2 separate regions of the Ctenopharyngodon idella genome follow, and region 2 is linked to region 1. The links are chromatin contacts, called in public Hi-C maps. All regions are on one chromosome and are shown on one strand. Each heading gives the region's core, a stretch centred on a gene start, on an enhancer-like site or on the middle of the called end of the contact. The rest is flanking DNA. Distances are from core to core; before and after follow the strand shown.

Region 1 (3,974 bases), core at 1,009-3,508:
CAACGTAATGCCTCCCCACCTTTCCCATCTCATCACATCTTCCGCGCATGACACCTACAGTCTATCGCTCTATACGTTTTCTATTTCTATCCCTACCGCTCGCAGACGCTGCAGGCTGGGATTCGAAGCGTGTCTTAATGTCTGCTTTGGCCTCTCTATCAGCTGACATGTTTATGGGCCCTGTCTCTCTGGACGAGTGAAGAGGGGGCTTATAGCTGCCACAGCGCTCGGGCTCCCAGCCAGACATCTAAAACAACTGACGTCACCTTTACTTTCCCAGCGAGCGAGGGAGCGAGGGAGCGAGCAGGCGGGGAGGAAGGGGGGGTGGGCTAAAGTGATTGGTTTACCGGTCCTGTGCCATGACACATTACGAAAATAAAACCCTCCTAGCCCTTAATTATCACATTCACCTTAGGAGTGCTGTCTCAGATGTTGTTTTAGTAAGACATCCAGACCAACAGCAGACGTGCGGCTGAGAAGGTTGTCCACCACAACGTCTGTCACTTCACTTAAAATAAATAAACAAACACCCAAATGAAAAGGTCAACGTAGGTTTTGGTTAAGAGGGCTACATAATCTTTCCCTTTTTCGCATTGTTCATTCCTTTTTCCCTACGTGAAAAGGTTAAGGCATTTGTTCAAAAACAGGCCACATAATTAAAATATACAACGCATGTTCCCTAATAAATTTTTGTCGGGATTATTTCTTGAGTCTTGTTTTCCAACTTGCAAATGCGTTTTTGCAAGGGCAGGCCTATATATAGAGTAGCTTTTTTCTGTAATATGAGAGATCATTACAGAGTCTGTCCTAATGCAGAAGCTTTATATTGACAGGGAATCACTTCAGGTGCTTCAGGTTTATATTTAGGTTTTATGTATAGTATGCACTTAAATGTCTATCCAGTAAAAGGGTATAGTAAACCGAGATGGAAAGTCTTCAGATACTCTAAAAGCAACCTGATACAACTCTAGTAATGAAGGCAGATGAATAAATACTTATCTTCAATAAGATTTTTTTTAATGAGAAATGAAACTCTATTGTGTTGTACTGATAGAGACAAATAGCTGTCATATAATTAACATTGACTTTGGCAGAATTTCACTTTGATCTGAACATCAAAGGGCTCTGAAGAAGAGAGCGTCATCACTTAGAAATGACAAGGTTTTTTTTTTTTTTTTCTGAGGAGGGTAACGGAGGGTCTGTGTGGACTGTTTTTAAGGACGGATGGACTTTTCTGTGAAATACACAAAGTGCTGCCTTGAATAACACCTGTTTGTTATAAGTGTATTGGTACCTGAATCACGTGCTTCACACCTTAACCTAACCTGGAAGATTTCTAGCTAATTTGAGCCAAACTGACTGAAGGGGAAAAGATGCTTTAAGATGTAGTCAAAGAACATGGAAAAAAATTGATATATAAATAAAAGATTAAGTGCCACACCTAGTGGTCAGGCTGGGTAAAACATTTCTTGCATTTCAAAGCAATTAATGTCCATTTTGGCAAAGAAGCTTCTAAAGGAAAATTGCCTCAGCACTCATTCTTTTTGTACTTTAAATGGTTTAAAAACTTGTTTAAACTAATGTTAATATCTTAAATGAAAGCTGTTCTAATCGACCTGAATAGAGAGATTAAGTTATTTTAATCCTAATATATAAAAAGAAATTGCAGTCTTTAAATTTTGAGTGTTTACATTAAAACTGAGACATTTACATCATTATACCTGGGATCATATGAGTACGCATATTTTTCCTTGTAATAATGTATATTTTTAGTTTTGTGGTTTCATCCCTGCTGAAAAAAAAAAAAAAAAAATTAAACCATTACAAGTAGGTTTGCTGGTCTTAACAGGTTTAAACTGGTCTCTCCATCTGGCCAAGCAAGAGTTCATCTGGTTTATTGGGTCGCCAAGCTAGTCTTCCCATCTGAAAAGTGCTCACGGAGACTAGTAAAGACCAGCAAAACCATCGTAGGCTATTTTAATATTTGTTTGTCTGTTTTGTTTTCCCAACAGGATGAAACAGTAGAATGAAGATTGCAGTTCAGGTAGTGTATATGCAGTATTATAAGCTGTATTTTCTGCGATGTTACTGGGTTTTATATAAATGTGTCAGATTTATGAATTAGTGGAGGAAAAAACAAGTGAATAGATGATAAAATGCACACTACTTCTAATTCAAACCAATGCACTAGGACCCTGGGGAAGCTAATCTGTGTTGTATAGATACAGTAGGAGAAATTCCATTTGTCATCTTCTAAAACTTAAATAAGGAGGGGGGAAACAGCCCTCTCTGGCCGAGGGGCTTCTGAAAGTGCTCCGAAAAGCCCCACAAGATCTTGGAGTCTCCACGTGACAGCAGCGCCTATATAGCATCAGCACCAGTAGAGTGATACTCCATCACCAGCCGAGCACTGCAGCATATGCCACAGTTACACACACATCCTCATGCACCTCAAGGGTTTATTCTAGAGCTTTTGCAGACTATTGCATCCATGTGTTTTCTCACTCTGTCTAGGGGACGAAAGGACTAAACTTTTCCTGCGAGAGGGATGCTGGATGTTCCAAGTCCACTTTGGCAGTCGGAAGGAACTTGATGTATAGGCTAAGTTTCTCTTCTTTTTTTTTGGACTGGACTCGCGCAGGTATATTTCTTTCGCTCTGTGCATCTACTTTTGAAGGCATCCCGCGTCTCGTGCGCTTTTGGAGATTCGCTAATTCCTTAAGTTCTTTTGAATGAAATAGTTCACTCGCAAACACATTGATCCATCAAGGTGTAATTGTTACTCAAAGAAGCTCAAGTTAAAAGCTTTTCTTTCTCCACAGACATTAACGAGACACTTTTTATTGTTAAAAAAAAGCACGTTTCGCTCTTTAAAATGACATTAACCGGTGGTGAGAAATGGTGTTTTCTCTACCCCTCTAATGTGTGACACAACCGAGTCCGGACTCCTCAACTCCCTGCTCCTCTGTGGAAAAATATACATATTGAAACCTCTTATACGGACCTTGAAGGCTCGCGGCGAGTACCTTTGACGCTTTCTACCGTGAGTCGGGACAATCATACAGCCGCCCAGATGCAGTTTCGCCTGTTCTCATTTGCGCTGATCGTGTTGAACTGTGTGGACTACAGCCACTGTCAGACGCAGCAGTCTCACCGCTGGAGAAGAAACAAAAGAGGTGAGTGAACTGTGCATGTGGCTTTGATAGATGCTTTAGCATATTAATTAACAAATTAGCCATTTAGCTGACGATTCTACATGGACAGACTTTCGGTAAGCGTATGACAGGGACAGTCCCACCTGATGTTACGCTACTTCTCATCACAAAAAAATTACCATGGTAACCGTAGTACGCTTTCAGAATCTTTTTGTCATTTTATTTCGATTTTTGATGGAAGCGGTGGCGAGTTGCCATAGTTTTACAACAGTAAAAATAACTAGTTTTAACTATTATTTTGGCGAAAAATATCGTCACCATGGTGATTTTTGTAGAATGAGGTTCGCTGTCTTTCTCAAGTGATGTTCATGGATCATTTCATTTCACGTTTAAACGTACAACATTTCGATTAATAGCTTACATACTAAGGTACCTCAGGGAACCGTAGTTTTAGTCACACGTATGTTGCCAAAATGTTAAAAATGAGACACTTTTAACATAAAATTGAATAAATAACCTGTTACTCGTCCTTGTAGCCTATTTATTTTGTTGTATTTATTTTTCGGCTTACTGAAGTGAATCCAAGAATGCAATTTTCCCCTATACCTTAAGGTGTTTTAAAACGTTTACTGTCTGAATTTAAAAAGAAAAGGGTTGTTGTACCTTCAAGATTGTGTTCAGCATCCTGTCAGAGAATCTAAGTTCTTTACGGTGTCTCCAAATGATGCGTAAAGATGACGTTTTAAAGGTCCAAACGTGAAAAAAAAAACCCGTCTTTTTTTCTTTCATCAGCATCCTGTCTAACTAATTACGCATTTA
Region 2 (3,974 bases), core at 558-3,057, 160 kb before region 1:
TTTTGGAACTATTTGCAAATAATATTTGCATTAAACTATGCACACATGTTCTTTTATTCATATGCCTAATATGTCGAAACAGTTGCGTAATTTTGTTGTAAAAAGTGGGTGGGGGGGTTGTAATTTCTAATACAATGCTATATCACATATGTACAATAGGCCTAACAATTGTAGAAAAAAATAACATTATGATGTCCAGAAATCAATTTCAGTAGTACATTGAGAACTCATGTTTAATGTGATAGTTTCATTCTTATATCTACTATATGTCTGTAATACAATATATTGTTAGTCCCGAGATTCTTCACATTTCTTCTTGAGGCTGAAGGGAAGATACTAACCTTAGTGGCAGAGACTGCCAGTCAAGCCTCACCACCTGATTTCACATTCTTGCTTCTGAGAAACTGACTGTCTTGCAGAAATCAAATCAAAACCAAAATTTATACTAGTTTGTTCCACTCTGATTTTGCAGTTTATAAATGTTAATTTATTAAGTTTTATTTAGGGCTTTTAACCTTTCATTTTGCCTTTATTTAATAGAGATGCAAGATCAAAGGTATGTGACTGCAAGTTTCTTGCTGCTGTGTGATGTTGTTTAGCGACTACGTGTCACTCTATGCCTGTGTAATCACCTGGTCCAAACAACATGAGAATAGACTGACGAGCCACAGCATGCTTCTGTACATTCCAAGGTGACTTGGTTGGTACCCAAGGCTCTGAAACTCAATTTTGTCCTTGGCAAAGCATGCAGAATTGGCTCAGCTGGCAGTTGACGGTATGGAAATCTCTGAGGGGTGCGAAGCACAAAATAAGCTGTGCACCCTTCTGAGACTTCCGTCCTGTTGAAAATAGTCCAAATTGACTGCAGTATACAGCTACTCCACCTATGTTTATAAAGCCAGCAGTGACAGATGGGAATTCATGACTGTGCACCTCGTACTCCCTGAGCTGAGCCTCCACCAGCCTGGGACATTAATCTCTGGCTGAGTAAGCCCCACTTCTCTGCAGACTCATCTGTTAAATGGGAACTTGCCTGGCTTTGAGCCGAAGTCATCCTTTGTATTGGTAAACACAGTAGCACGCATCTGTTGGAATAAAATTGATTGTTATTTCCGACTACACCTTGAAAATGTTTGAAATAAATCTCAACATGTCCATGTGTAAAAATCATATAAAGGTATTGTTCATGTGTTTACAGGGTCATTTTGAAGAATATGAGCTGGTTGTGGTAGATTATGTAGATTAAAATTAGATTACATAGACCTTGCTCAAACTGACCAGTAATCTTTCAAGCTTTCAAAGGACCACAGAGCAGATGGTGTAGAATAGGTGTGGTTTAGCACAGCCGCTGCTCCTTACTGGTCGTAGTAGGAAATGTCTCCATGCTGTAACGTTAGTTTCCAGTTTTATGGTGGTGATAATTACTTTTCGCTTCCGAGAACCTAAATTCACATGGTTCCAATACCATTATAAACCTCTTATGATTTACTTGACAACGCAATAGTGATGTAAATCTGCGAGGCGTAGCTGCCGGAAGAAAATTTACGAATATTACTATGGCGAAGACTTGGCTGTTAATATTCATAACCGGCTGCTTAGCCATTGGAACGTTAGCAAGCAACGTCAGCAACACCTAATTGATATTCAATAGCCAAACATTCGCTATAGGACGGTAACTAAGGTACGTCAGCACAATCTATTTTATATTCATTCTCAAACACTTCCCCATAGGAAGGTTACCGGGAAACGTCATCACTACCTAATGAATATTCATGAAAAGGCCTTTGCCATAGTAGAATTAGTAATTTTGCTATTAAGAGCTCAGTTCATCTTTAAAACGGAGCGTGGGAGGGAGAACGGCGGAGAGCAGCAGCCGGGAGGCCAAAATGTTCATCAGACGAGAAGGTATTAACAAAAACGATTGATTATACCAAAGAAACAATGTGTATTTAGCGTCTAAATATAGCGAGATGCGAAATGTGTCCTGTTTGTGTCGCTTTTTCTAGGGGATATTCTATGACCTATTGATGAGTGTAACGATGCAGCCTTATGGACACGTGCCAAAACTACTGTATAGCCTATATGTGTCTGTCATATACCCGTTTTAAATCAGTGTTTATTGCGTAAACAGTGTAATGTGTTAGTTATTGCAGATATTGTGAATTGTTGGATGACTTTATTGTCTTTTTTTTCGTGTAGCATATATAGACCAATAATCGTTTGACACCTTTTTATACTGATATATTCGCGCTTTTCAAGTTTACTGGTTATTGTTCCTTAATATTAATTCTAAAGATGAAAATTAATTTAGATGGATTTCAAAAAAACTTTGCATAAATGTAATGAAATAAATTAAAATAATATGAATATTGGTTATTCAAATATTTAGACTACATTTACATGACATCGCCCATAAAACAAATGTATCATGATTATATCGATCTCTACAGTGAAGTGCCTATATCCCCATCGGCCGTTGAGCCGTGCGTTTAAAAGGGACTTATAGCTTATCTTGGTTTTATACGGATTGCTTTGCTAATTGGATATTGAAGCAGTAGGACTAATCAGTAACTTTAATCGTCTTTCATTACAGAGGCGAAGTATTTCGTTCAAATACAGTCATTAACCGTTGCTAACCCATTGTAGTGTACATAATGGGTTAAAGCAGTAAATAGTATGCATGAGTCACGGTTGTGCTTGAAATCAGGGACACGTGCTGTAGTACGCTAGACTGCATGACCAGCAAAGGCAAAATGCAGTAACACTTTGTATAAAGTAAACATATGGTCAAAATGGTGTAGTGTGCTCAAACAGGTTTGGCTCAAATATGCACCAATTCAGAAACATTTCAGAGCATTGTAAATTTCAATGAAAAATGTTTAAGTGAGGTCTTTTACAGAAATGCTTGTCACATAGTATTTAATGATAGTTATATAGTTTGTCAAGAGCAAATAAGAATTTTAATCGTAGGCTAATAGCATGCAGCAAAGGTAAAATGTGCAATATATTAAATTATTAATATTGGAATATTCATAATGAATAGGCTATGTTTTTTTATTGCAGTATGCTATTTAGTTATCATTGTTTCAAAAGTAGACGTACTGTACAACAACAACAACAACAAAAATGTTATTCATATTGGCTATCAGCCATTTAAATGTACAAATAACTGTTAAAAAAACAACAACAACTGGTCGATCTCTAACTACAATGTAGATTCTGTGAGTTGATTTCTCATCTGAATTATTGTAATTTGTGTTTATAGGTATAGTGAGCATGGCTTGATGCTGCAGGAAATCAAGGTGATCCGTGGGAGTGGATCTGATGGCCTCAGTGGAGTTACTCTACATAGATAATAGAGGGGCAAGACCCGATCCCCCTGGGGTACTGGATTGGTCTTCTAGTCCTCTTCATGTTCACAGGCTAAACAGTTCGGTGGAAGAAGCTTCTCCCACTCTGAAGGTGCCTGCCTGTGAGGGACAGTGTAATTCAGCACCAAGGACGGCTCCCCTCAGAGGACAACATGGCCAGCACCGCCATCATCCCTCAGAGAAGGTCAGGGTGTGTTGTGACGAGGAGCTGGAGACCTCGTTCACTTACATTGATGAAAACGTCAATCTCCGGTTGGCCACCCCGGACACGAGCGAGAAAAGCGCTCGCCATGCAACTTCGCTCCACGACTCCTCGAGCGAAATACGTCCCGAGGGCCTCCAGGAGTTGTCGCTGATGTCTGACATCGATCTCAGCTCGGAGAGTTCTGGGAAATCCGTGGATTATGGGTTCATCAGCGCAGTTACATTCCTCATCACCGGGATCTCGCTGGTGATCATATCGTACACGGTCCCTCGTGACGTCACAGTGAACCCAGACAATGTCACCGCACGCGAAATGGAAAGACTCGAAAACGAGAGTGCCAGAATAGGTGCACACCTGGACAGGTGCGTTATCGCAGGCCTTTGCCTTCTCACCTTAGG

What was found. Hi-C and Micro-C count contacts between places; a contact is called where the count stands out from the background.
Region 2: a Hi-C map of muscle shows a contact between it and region 1, with 5 times the contacts expected there. The contact joins the promoter of LOC127497730 here to the promoter of rspo2 in region 1. A contact is called at or near these places in 2 of 2 Hi-C or Micro-C datasets (both in muscle).

Annotation. Positions count from the first base shown.
Region 1 is chr16:18,920,127-18,924,100 of HZGC01, reverse strand. It overlaps rspo2 (R-spondin 2), which reads left to right and starts at 2,258. Exons shown (of 5, transcript XM_051865499.1): 1 at 2,258-3,176. The coding sequence starts at 3,074.
Region 2 is chr16:19,074,948-19,078,921 of HZGC01, reverse strand. It overlaps LOC127497730 (transmembrane protein 74), which reads left to right and starts at 1,807. Exons shown (of 2, transcript XM_051866421.1): 1 at 1,807-1,905; 2 at 3,266-3,974. The coding sequence starts at 3,325. LOC127497731 (a long non-coding RNA gene) reads right to left here and starts at 1,706. Exons shown (of 2, transcript XR_007925639.1): 1 at 1,279-1,706; 2 at 1-1,085.